Regions from separate parts of the Bos taurus genome. Here region 2 is linked to region 1. Evidence: chromatin contacts called from public Hi-C data. All regions are on one chromosome and are shown on one strand. Each heading gives the region's core, a stretch centred on a gene start, on an enhancer-like site or on the middle of the called end of the contact. The rest is flanking DNA. Distances are from core to core; before and after follow the strand shown.

The links. Hi-C and Micro-C count contacts between places; a contact is called where the count stands out from the background.
Region 2: a Hi-C map of liver shows a contact between it and region 1, with 2.4 times the contacts expected there. The contact joins the promoter of CDK6 here to the enhancer-like site in region 1. A contact is called at or near these places in 3 of 11 Hi-C or Micro-C datasets (liver, skeletal muscle and skin fibroblasts).

The regions. Positions count from the first base shown.
Region 1 is chr4:10,032,855-10,037,815 of ARS-UCD2.0, forward strand. The region is part of intron 3 of CDK6 (cyclin dependent kinase 6); the gene reads right to left. Among named protein-coding and RNA genes, the nearest start is that of FAM133B, 110 kb to the left of the region's middle. Within about 2 kb of position 1,632, at least 48 of the 102 cell types and tissues checked have an H3K27ac peak or open chromatin away from gene starts, as enhancers often do. A contact at or near this core is called in liver, skeletal muscle and skin fibroblasts, where this site is marked.
Region 2 is chr4:10,184,176-10,189,415 of ARS-UCD2.0, forward strand. CDK6 (cyclin dependent kinase 6) reads right to left here and starts at 2,623. Exons shown (of 7, transcript NM_001192301.2): 1 at 2,223-2,623. The coding sequence starts at 2,455.

The DNA.
Region 1 (4,961 bases), core at 382-2,881:
CCCACACTAGCAGTCTTGCCTGGAGAATCCCATGGACAGAGGAACCTGGAGGGCTACAGTCCATGGGGATGCAAAAAGTTGGACATGACTGAGCATCCTCAATTATAAAATCCAGAGGTCACATGAGATTATTTCTAAAGTCCTTCCAAGCCTAGACTCCAATAATCAAGAATAAATACATTCTACCTGCTTGGTGAAGCTACCTGGACGTGGTGCTGTCAACCCATACAACACATCCAGGTCAGGGGTGCTGATCACAGAACCGTCACACTTTGAGAAAGGGAACTCTGATCAAGAGGAAAACGTAAAGGACCTTTATAAGTACACAACGGACTCTGTGATTCCATACAGCAACACTGGAATTCCAGAAGAGTTGGTGAAGAACCTCTAAGAGTCATTTCAGCTGAGAGGCAGAAGGCAAAGTCACACATCTGTCATCAACTGCAGCTAGAGGCTAGAGCAGAGCCTGTCTGCATGTCTGTGCGATGTGGCAGGGGCTGATGTCGGGCTTTTCAGAATCAAGCATCGTTACTCAAACAGGAATGTTTAGTGACTGACCTTTCTGTAGGCAAGCATCCAAATTTATTCCAAAATGGGCTCATAGTAGCCATTTCAGAAGAAACGGGTACGCTATTATATGCCTGCCTCTGAAATACACTTTTAAAAAAATGTCATGGGGTATGATTTTTTCTGCCCTGAGCTACTATTATAACGTATGGATTGATTACCATGAATTTTTCAGCTGTGTCTTTAGAAATCACTGAAGAGAAAAAAACTATTATATTAAATGACTGAAATGACATAAAATTACTTAAAATAGGTGAAAGGATATTAACCCCCCTACAAAATATTAAAACACTGAGGAAGGAGAAATTTAAGCTACGTATAATATTTCTGGAAATTCCACTTTTTCATGTGACTGAATTCATAAAGGTTATTTACAAGTTGTGTGGATAACAGACTTTTATAGAGGCAGGTATCAATGGCAGCGTAAGTATATGAATCATCTCAGTTTCTTTTCCACATCACCGAACAACCATGGTCCCAGGACTAAGACAACTTTATTTAAGTAAAAAAAAAAAAAATCCCTTCAACTTCTTAGATGGTGATTAAAGAACTCTGAAGTTTTAAAAAAGAAAAACAAGAAGCAAACGCTCAAGGTAATAAGTGCTTTCTTGTTACCAGTGCTCATATCCCAGGGCACTGGCTGGAGCTAAAGGACAAAGAGATAAGGGCAATATTGCTAGTTACTAACAAATGGCAGATAAAAGAGCTCTTCTGGGTTCTGATTAAGTGACAGCATTCTACACATTCTTTTGACTTGAGAAAGACAGGCTAAGAGCAGCGGCTAAGTTCCATGTGAAGCACCGCTAAATAAGCATATCTGCATGCTTCCACATTCCAGCAGGATGGGATCTCTTTCCTTTCCCCGAACAGAAACACGTTCTCTGTGCTCCCAGCAAGAACGCGCCTTTGCTTCAGCTTCCATTAAAAAAAAAAAAGAGCATAAGTGTATATGCTGAAAGCACAGAGAAGTTTTGTGCTGTGGGACGTGGTGGCCGGGAGCCAATGTTTACAATCCCCTGGGTGGGAAAGGCAGGGTGAAAGGCTCAGGACGGCAGGCTTTAAAAGTCTTTGCTGTTGCCGCCGGTGACCTTCGCCTCCGTTCTCAAAGCAGCTCTCAGGTTAACCCCTTGGATACTGTGTGTGCTGGGGCCGCACAAAGGAAATACCTTTCTTTGGAGGATACCACTCTCAGGCACATCGGTTTCTGATTTTGGCTGAGGCAGCTCAGAAACACTGGGCTGACAAGCATGCATTCAGTCCGCTTTCAGACCCATAGCATGTTGGGGCTCTGGGGTCTGGGTTTCGACATGGGCTGTGTTCTACAAAGTGAAAGTTTCCAGCTTCAGGCGACGGACTCAGGCTTACAAACCAGGGGATTGTGAAACATGAGCATATTTGGTCTCCTGGGGAGAAGGAAGCATCCAATTTATGCAGAAATGCTCTTTTCCCAGCAAGCCAATGAGAGGGCGCGGCTGGGAGAGTGGGGCTTCCTATAGGGATCTCCGGACTGGAAGAATGGTGCTTACAATTAAAGACATGCTAAATTGCTAACAGCCCGACTTAAAAAGCAGCCGAAGAGAAAAAGCCAACTGGAGAAATGAAAAGCGAGTCTTCCAGTTTTAAGTTAAAGCTGACCGCATTCCATTTATTATTAGTTGTTACCGTTTCGGTGGAAGAGAATTAATAAAGCTTTTATTCCTACTGTTAAGATGTAAAGATCCCACTAGAAAAAAACTTCCCATATATATGTATGTCTTTCCTAAATGACTCAAAAGATGTTATTCAACAGTAATATTATTTAAGACCTCAAAATGTTTTCAGGACACAAGATTTAGCTTTGAGAAAAACTGGTCTGATGTCAAGGACTTGTGTCTATTTTAACAGATGCTTTGCTCTACAAGAAGTTTTGTGGATTTAAAAATGTTTGGTACCTGTATATTGATCATCATGAATAATGTCGTCCCTTTATTTGAATGGACAGCACACAGAATTCCTGGGGTGTTGAAATGAATTGTGCAATTCTAATATCCAGAGTCTATGAATCCTTAACATGTGTTTAAGGTTAAGGGTTAAGACTTCTGGAGATGAAAGTGAAAAACACCAAACACTAGAAAATGTAACTGAAATGCACAAAAGTTATTAAAATAAGTTCTTATGAAAACCATTCAATCAAATATGAGACAGTAATAAGAGAGGATTTTCTCTCAGCATTTGGAGATGAAGTCATGGCCTTTGTGTTACCAGGCAGCCGTCTATAACATCATCAAGTATGCGTATCCTGTGGTTAGAAGTCCATCTCTAGAAGAATGGCGCTATTTGAGAATACTAGTCTTCAGCTTTTCTCAACTCAAATTGGTCTTAATAAGGGCTTCTGAAAACAGGTATTAAAATTTCAGCTTCTCCAAGAATGTTTAAGAGTAAACAAAACCACTATCTTGGCTTTCATTACAGACAAAACAACCTGTTCGACGGTAGAAGTCAATGGTGATTAAGTAAATATATTCAAGTCTAATGCAGACGCTAACTAGAAACAATTATTTTGAGAAGCGAAAAGAAACATCAGAGCTCCACACAATAGAAAAGATGTAATGACAGGCAAAGTTTACCGTGAGTTTTCCTTATGTCTGGCACTTCACTAAGAACGTTGCAAATTTGGTTGTTTAAATCCTATGTTGACTTGTGATGTAGGCACTGAATGTCTTGCCCATATTCTCGGGAGAAAACTGATGTGCAGAACACGCTAATAACTATAGGGAGCCACATGCTGGAGTCAGAACTTAAAGGCAGCATAACCCCGGGGGCTGCAGGTATGACCACTGGACCTGAGGGCCACACACACACACAGATCAGTAACACCACAACAGACGCCCCTACCAAACATACTTCACAGCTCTAACGGTTCAGTGCATGTTGTCATCTTCATGGTTACTGGGGACCCCCAAGGCTGACCAGTCTTTCAAGAAGGGAGTTGTGTTCAGCTGGAGATGTTCCATTTTATTACTCAATTAAACCAGTAACATGATTTCTAATCGAGGTCACAAAACTGCCATACTCTGTTTCTGCAACAGATTTACGAATATGTATGTATTAGTTTTGCATTTTTAAATGGATTTAAAGCATAGCAAAGGGGACTGTCCCTGTCAAAGATTTTCATGTTTTACAAACCAGTTGGGGAAGATTTTATTTGCAGGCTACAAGATCTCATTAATCCTCTGCCCCCCATCCTCGTACCCCAAGTTTTTAAGACATTGTCTCTCTTTTGTTTCCATCAATGAATCTTGTCTTTTAAAAAGACTGTTGGTAAATCAAAGAAATAATTATAGCCATCTTTTAGACAGAAATGAAAGGTCGCTTAAAAGAAGTCTTTGGCTTTGACTTGGTTTTTGAAGCAGTTTCTCAATGACCAAGAACCTAACAGCTATCCATGAATTTTAATTATTGCAATATAATTATTAGGAACAACCAGTTACAACTGAGCTTCTCCACACAGAGCATAAAGTTAAAACTGTACAAATGAAGCCAAAATATGCACAGCTAAAAGGAATGTTACAGGGGGGCCTCTCGTAGCGAACAAAGAAAGCTCAGTTTGGCTCTTTTTCACATCCGCACATCGTTAGTTGGAAAATTCCTGATATATGCTGTAATTTTTGTGTGTGTACTCCCCCCACCCCCCAGTACACTTGGGACTTTAATGTCCAGATGCCATTTTCCTCCTTATCTGTCCCTGTTTGGTGCTCTGCCAGCCATGGTCAACAATTAATATAGCCGAACAAAAAAATACAGTGCACTCCCTGGCAACTGGTACAGCCTCGCAGGAAATACCAAATAAAAACTTGATTATGCATTGTTTAACCATTTTGTTTGCCTGTGGGCCACCCTGTCGTCAGTGTAACGCAGACGTGCAGGCTTCGTGTGGACGGCCTGTGCGCCGCACCAGCGCTCCCTGGGCCCGGCACGCAAGCCACTGCCTTCAGCCTGCGGTCCTCCAAATGAAAGCAGCAGGCCTGTGGCAGCTTTCCAAACTGCATTCCTTTTAATTAGTCAACTTGGGGCCCAACGTTATAATAGATACGTAACCTCTTAATATTCATGCAATTAATTCATTTTTTCCCTCATTCAGTTGTCAGCCTTGGCATGGTGGCGGCAGAAAAAGCTTTTTGGCTACATGGGTCCTGGTTCATGACATAAACATGTTACTATTACAAAGCACACTAGAGACCATGTTTCCATGACTCTCCATGAGGGCAGCTCCAGAAACTGCAGGGCACCCGTATCTATCTTTTAAGCATACTGTTTTTGCATTGAAAATAGGAACTGAGGCCATTTTTATGTATACATTCGATATAGGCAAGATGAATAATCTTGCCAATTTCAACTGGGCTGGGAAGCCTCCC
Region 2 (5,240 bases), core at 1,373-3,872, 150 kb after region 1:
CCCCTCCCCACCCCCCCATCCCCACCGTCAATCTTCTTGAACACAAATAATACTTGGACATCTGAAGCGCTCTTAAATTTACAAACTGTTCATATATACACTATCTCAGTTTCTCCTCACGATTCTTAAGAGGTAGATGTCATCTTTACCACTTAACATGTGAAATAGTTTTAGAAAATGATGCCTTTGTCTTCCAACATATCAGTACAATTTCGACTTATCAATGCAATCTCCTAAAATTTCTCAGTACAGAATCCAAGACATGTGGCTTGGTTAGAAATGTGTAAAGACACACCAAGCTCAAGAAGATAAATCAAGAGAATAAGTTGGATTTGCCGGCACAAGGGCAAAAACAACTTCCCTCTGTTATGAGAGTAAACTGTGCTTTAGGGAAAGGACGGTGTTACACAGGGGTGCCTCCGGAATACCTCGACGATTGGAAGGCCATGATTTTATTCATATACATGATAATCATCCTTAACTGGACACTATCCATAGGTAACAGACAAAATAAAACAAGAATTTTGGACTTAAATTCTAGCGGTGGAATTCACCCTTTGGGAAGTGACTGGGTGGTTCCGCTAGGAAGATAACTAAGTTACAGGGGACAAATGTACCCTTCACTTTCCTCTCCAGTATCACAAAGACGACCCAAAAGGGTTTCTGTTGTTTTTTCAACAACAACAAAAAAATACACAGGTTATAAAAACCTACTGCTTTTATATATAATCTCATCTTCCTAAATCACTGATTCTTTCAGTCCCTCTCTTCGCTATTGGCTGAAACAGAGGTATATTGGTTCCAAGCTTTACAGCCATTTATTACCTTGTTTGTGTAGTTACGATTCTTTGCTGCCTTCTAGCCTGAGTCCTAACTGTGGCAGGAACAAAGTACCATACAAGTCATCCGGCCTGGGATGAGAGGAGACAAGTCGAAACCTCCCAGGAAGACTCTGTAGACACATGGGCTTCCTGAGTCTATAGAGGGCTTGGTATTTCAAAGGTCAGTCTTGGGTCTCTCCACTTTGGTGACTAATGTTAAATTGTTTGACTTTTCACAAAAATATTTAGCTATGCTTATTTACATAATCTCGTCCACAGCACACATACAGTAGTAGATATATATCTGTTGAAAAGAGCCCCTCGACGGATAAGGAGACAGGAAGAAGACCTCAAGACCTCCTTTTTCCAACTTATTATCTTAGACGTTGGTTGAGAAAGGTAAAATCACACCCTAATTTGTAGAAGTTTCCGGGCATTCCTTTTCAGCTTAAAACTATGCACCTCTGTTTAAAAAAGAAAAGGATGACACACCACACAATGTCAAACACACAATGGGGAAATTCCAGGATCACTAAGAAAACACCATTATCCAAAGTCACACACACTTTGGTTTAATACTGGTTCCCACACAAGAAACGCGGTAAAAACTGCTGCCTCCCCACCCGGCAGCACAGCCCACCCAGGAAAATCCTGGGCAGGACGTTTAGAATCTAAATATTTCATAACCTGGACTGACTGACTGGAGAAGAAGCCTAAGGACTATGCTCTCTTAGACACACAAAATAATACAAACAGGTAACATATTTGGAAGACATTTTTAAAAGGACACAAACTGGGCGTTGGCACTGAAGTCCTTCATCAGGCATCCTTATCAATATGCAATGTTAGCGAAAAGAAACTGTAGGTGTAATTGACAAAATTATTCTCAAGTGTTTCTGCACTTTCAAACCTCATTTATACTAGGCTATGGCAGAAGACTTTTCTTCCTACTAATTACCACCATACCCTGTTACCTCTCATTCATTCTCTCAAAAACTCCCCTAATGGCCAAGGAAACTACACGGGTGGGCTGGGGGTGGGGGGTGGGGGGCGCCCGTCTCAGGTTGCCTTGTTCTAGCCCCTAAAAGACATCCATCTTTCAGGACCTCTTTCAGGACGAACCGGAGAAAAACACTTAGAACTGGCACAGCAGCGAGGAAGGCTGCGCAGGTCATATTTTCTGACTGGTCTTTTTGCTCGCTGTCTGGCAAGATCACCAGCTCTGGCTCGTGGCTCTGTCGACAAAACTCACTCTCACTCAGTAAGGTCGACGGATGGCGCCATGCCTCCCCCGCCGTCCCCCCACCCTCCCGCACGCGCAGCATCTTCGTGGGGCCGGGGATCCCAGCCCCTCCCCCAGCGCACTGCCCCCGACGGCACGGGCGCCGATCCACCGCTCACCTGACCACGTTGGGGTGCTCGAAGGTCTCCAGGTGCCTCAGCACCGCCACCTCGCGGATGGTGGAGAGCGGCATGCCCTCCTCGCCAGTCTGCACTCGCACGCGCTTCAGCGCCACGAAACGGCCTCCGTTCTTCAGGTCCCGGGCCTTGAACACCTTCCCGTAGGCGCCCTCCCCGATCTCCGCCACGCACTCATACTGCTGGTCGGCACGGCTCAGGCCGTCCTTCTCCATGCCGCCCGGCGCGGTGCCGCTGGGGCGGGCGGGGGGCGCGCTCGGCTCGCTGGTGGCCGCCGCTCGCCTCCTCCCGGACTCCCCGGCTGGCTCCCTCGGGCCCCGGAGTTCGGTCTCGCTTTCTCTCTCACCCCCCGCCGACTACCGCGCCCGGGCGCTCGGACTCTCGCGGCCGCCGGGGCTGGATGGAGCGACCTCCCCGCGGGCGGGCGCAACCCTGGTGCCGCCGCTGCGAAACTCCGCCTGCTGAGTCGCCGAGGAGCGAGCCGATCCCTCCTCTTCCCTCCCCGAAGCGCAGTCCTCTGCAGACACCGAGGCGATTACATAGTCTCAGTCTCAGCCCGGGCGCGTCTCAGTCCACGGTCATTCCACCTAAAAGAGGAGACGGGAGGACAAGAAAAAAGTGTAATTAGACATCCCAGGCGCCTTCTCCGGGGTTCCTACAGGGACCCCTCCTCCTCCTTTACGCAGCCCCCATCGCTACCCTCTGCGAGCTCCTGCCCTCTCCCAGGCCGCTTAATCCTTCCTGGTTCCTCCGAGAAAAACGAAGTTACTTTTCTTTCCCTGCAGAGCTGGAGCCGTCTTCGCGCGGAGAGGTTGCAGGGGCCCCTCTGGGATGAGCGCAGGGCGCGGGACGCAGTGGAACGAGAGGGGGCGTGCCAAGCAGCCCAGAGTGTGCCGGGAGCGCGGGGGAGGGGAGGCGCCGGGCACGTCAATGTCACGGCTTAATATTTCCCTGTATCATTGTGTTGCGCTGCTACCCTCCCTGCCTACCGGGCCTGGACGTCAGGGGACAGGGGCTCCATGGGTGCCGTGGGGGCGTTCTGGGGTCTTGCGCAGCCTGGTGTGGAGAGACCTCGGGTCCGCCCGAGTGCGGCCGTAGAATGTGGGTGGGGGCTCCCAGGACCTTTGTAACCCGATGCTGGGAGTGTGCGAGAAGGGGTGGTCAGACATCTGCTCGGAAATTGCTTCCTTTCTTTCTACTTTCAGTTTTTCTACGAGGAGACATTTAAAAACGACACACAAATGGTCTTTTTAAGGTAAAAGAGTCTGGGTTGGAAACGGAATCCTTCCTCTGACTTGGGAAGACCTCCCTGGTGGAAACCCATCAGATCCGAGAGGGCGGGAGCTCCCGCTACTCGGGAGTGGGTGAGAGATGCCTCCCCCCGCGGTGTGGCGGCGGGGGCGGGAGGGGGGGCAGGTGAAGTCGCCTACCGAACCCTAAGAATGGGATAAAGAGGTGCTCGCCGCACTTCAGCTTGTCGTCTCCTTGGAGAACAACTTCAGAAGCAAGGCGGCATAATCGTGACTCGCCTTTAATTTTTCAACCGACTGCAACCTGAGCAAAACTCAGCCTCCCCTTAAAAAGGGTAAGGGTGGGGGGAGTAAAAGCTGAGCCTCCAGGGGAAAGCGAAAAGGGGTTGCGCCCCCGCGGCCAGGACTCGCGAACCTTTCCCCACTACCCGGGTTGTTCCCTAAGTAGGCAGCAGAGGTGGTTGCTCCACTCCCCTTTCAGCTTAAGGTCGGGTCCGAATAGCAGTCAGTGACCCCCGGAGCCCACCCCCAACACACACAACAAAACAGGGAAGGGGGGGGTCGCACCCTTCTTTCCCATTCAAACTGCAATCCAGGACCCAGGGGACCTCCGCTCCACCAACGCTGTGGCCTCCGCCGGACATTCACCGCTCCGACTGCGTGTCCGAAATTCCCGGAGCTCCTCGGAATTACCTGCCCCGCAACCTCTGGCTCTCTCGCCTTCCGCCAGGAATTAAAGATACAGACTGCGCGACCCCCGCGGTCTGCGGGCGGAGGGGACCGCGGAGAGCACCGGGCCCCTCACATTCTCTCCATTCAAAATTCTCCTTAAAAGGTGAAGGCTAGTCCTGGGGGCGGGGGTAGGGCGAGGAACGAGCCCCCCGAGCCGAGGAACCAGCGGTCGGAGCCAGGCCGAGGGCCACACAGGTAGCGGAGGAGCCGCGGCGAGCCGCGCCGCCCGCCCCCTCCCGCGGGCCCCCTCCCCGCCCCAGTCCTGCCCGCCGCCCGGCGGCGAAGGAAGCGGCGGGGACGTCCCACCCCCGCAGGGAGCTGCGCCCGCCGCCCCCGCTGGGCCCCGCACCGCCCGCCCCGGCTCTCCCCGCCTTGCTCCCCGGACTGTCGGCTCCGGCGGAGAGAAACGGGAGCAGCCGTGCCTCCCCCCTGTCCCCCGCCCCGTCCACTTTTTTTGTTGTTGTTGTTGCTTTCCCACGCTGGCTGAATGTGACTTGACCCCATTTCAAAAAAGTTTGACAGAGTGCTTCAACATTTCCGCATTCCTCCGCGACTACAAAGGCTGCAGCCGCCTCCTTCTGCTTTCTGTCTCTGCTCTCTGTCTTCACACTCAATGAAATCCTTCATGTGCCTCTCCCGAAGCCTGCCAAGCACCGCAAGGGTCGCCACCACCGCGGCGACCTGAGGCCGCCCCGGGGACCACGACTCCCGCGTGTACACACACGCAGATGCGCCCACGTGCACACTGACGGATGCGGGGTCGGGCCCGGAGGTGTTCACCCATGGGGCGTGCGTTTTAACGATATTTTAAATTAGGAAAGTAAACTAGGAAACTAAAGCAAGCGTCCATCCTTGCGGGGGGACTCCCAGCCTGGGCACTGGCCGCCGGCGTGCACTCCTCTCTTAAGTGCAGAACACGCCCGTGGGGGCTGCCAGCAAAAAGTCTGCGTTAACATTTATCTCGCGGTGGGGAAGGTGGAGCTCACACCCACACCTCGGCGAGATGGAGGGGGAGCTT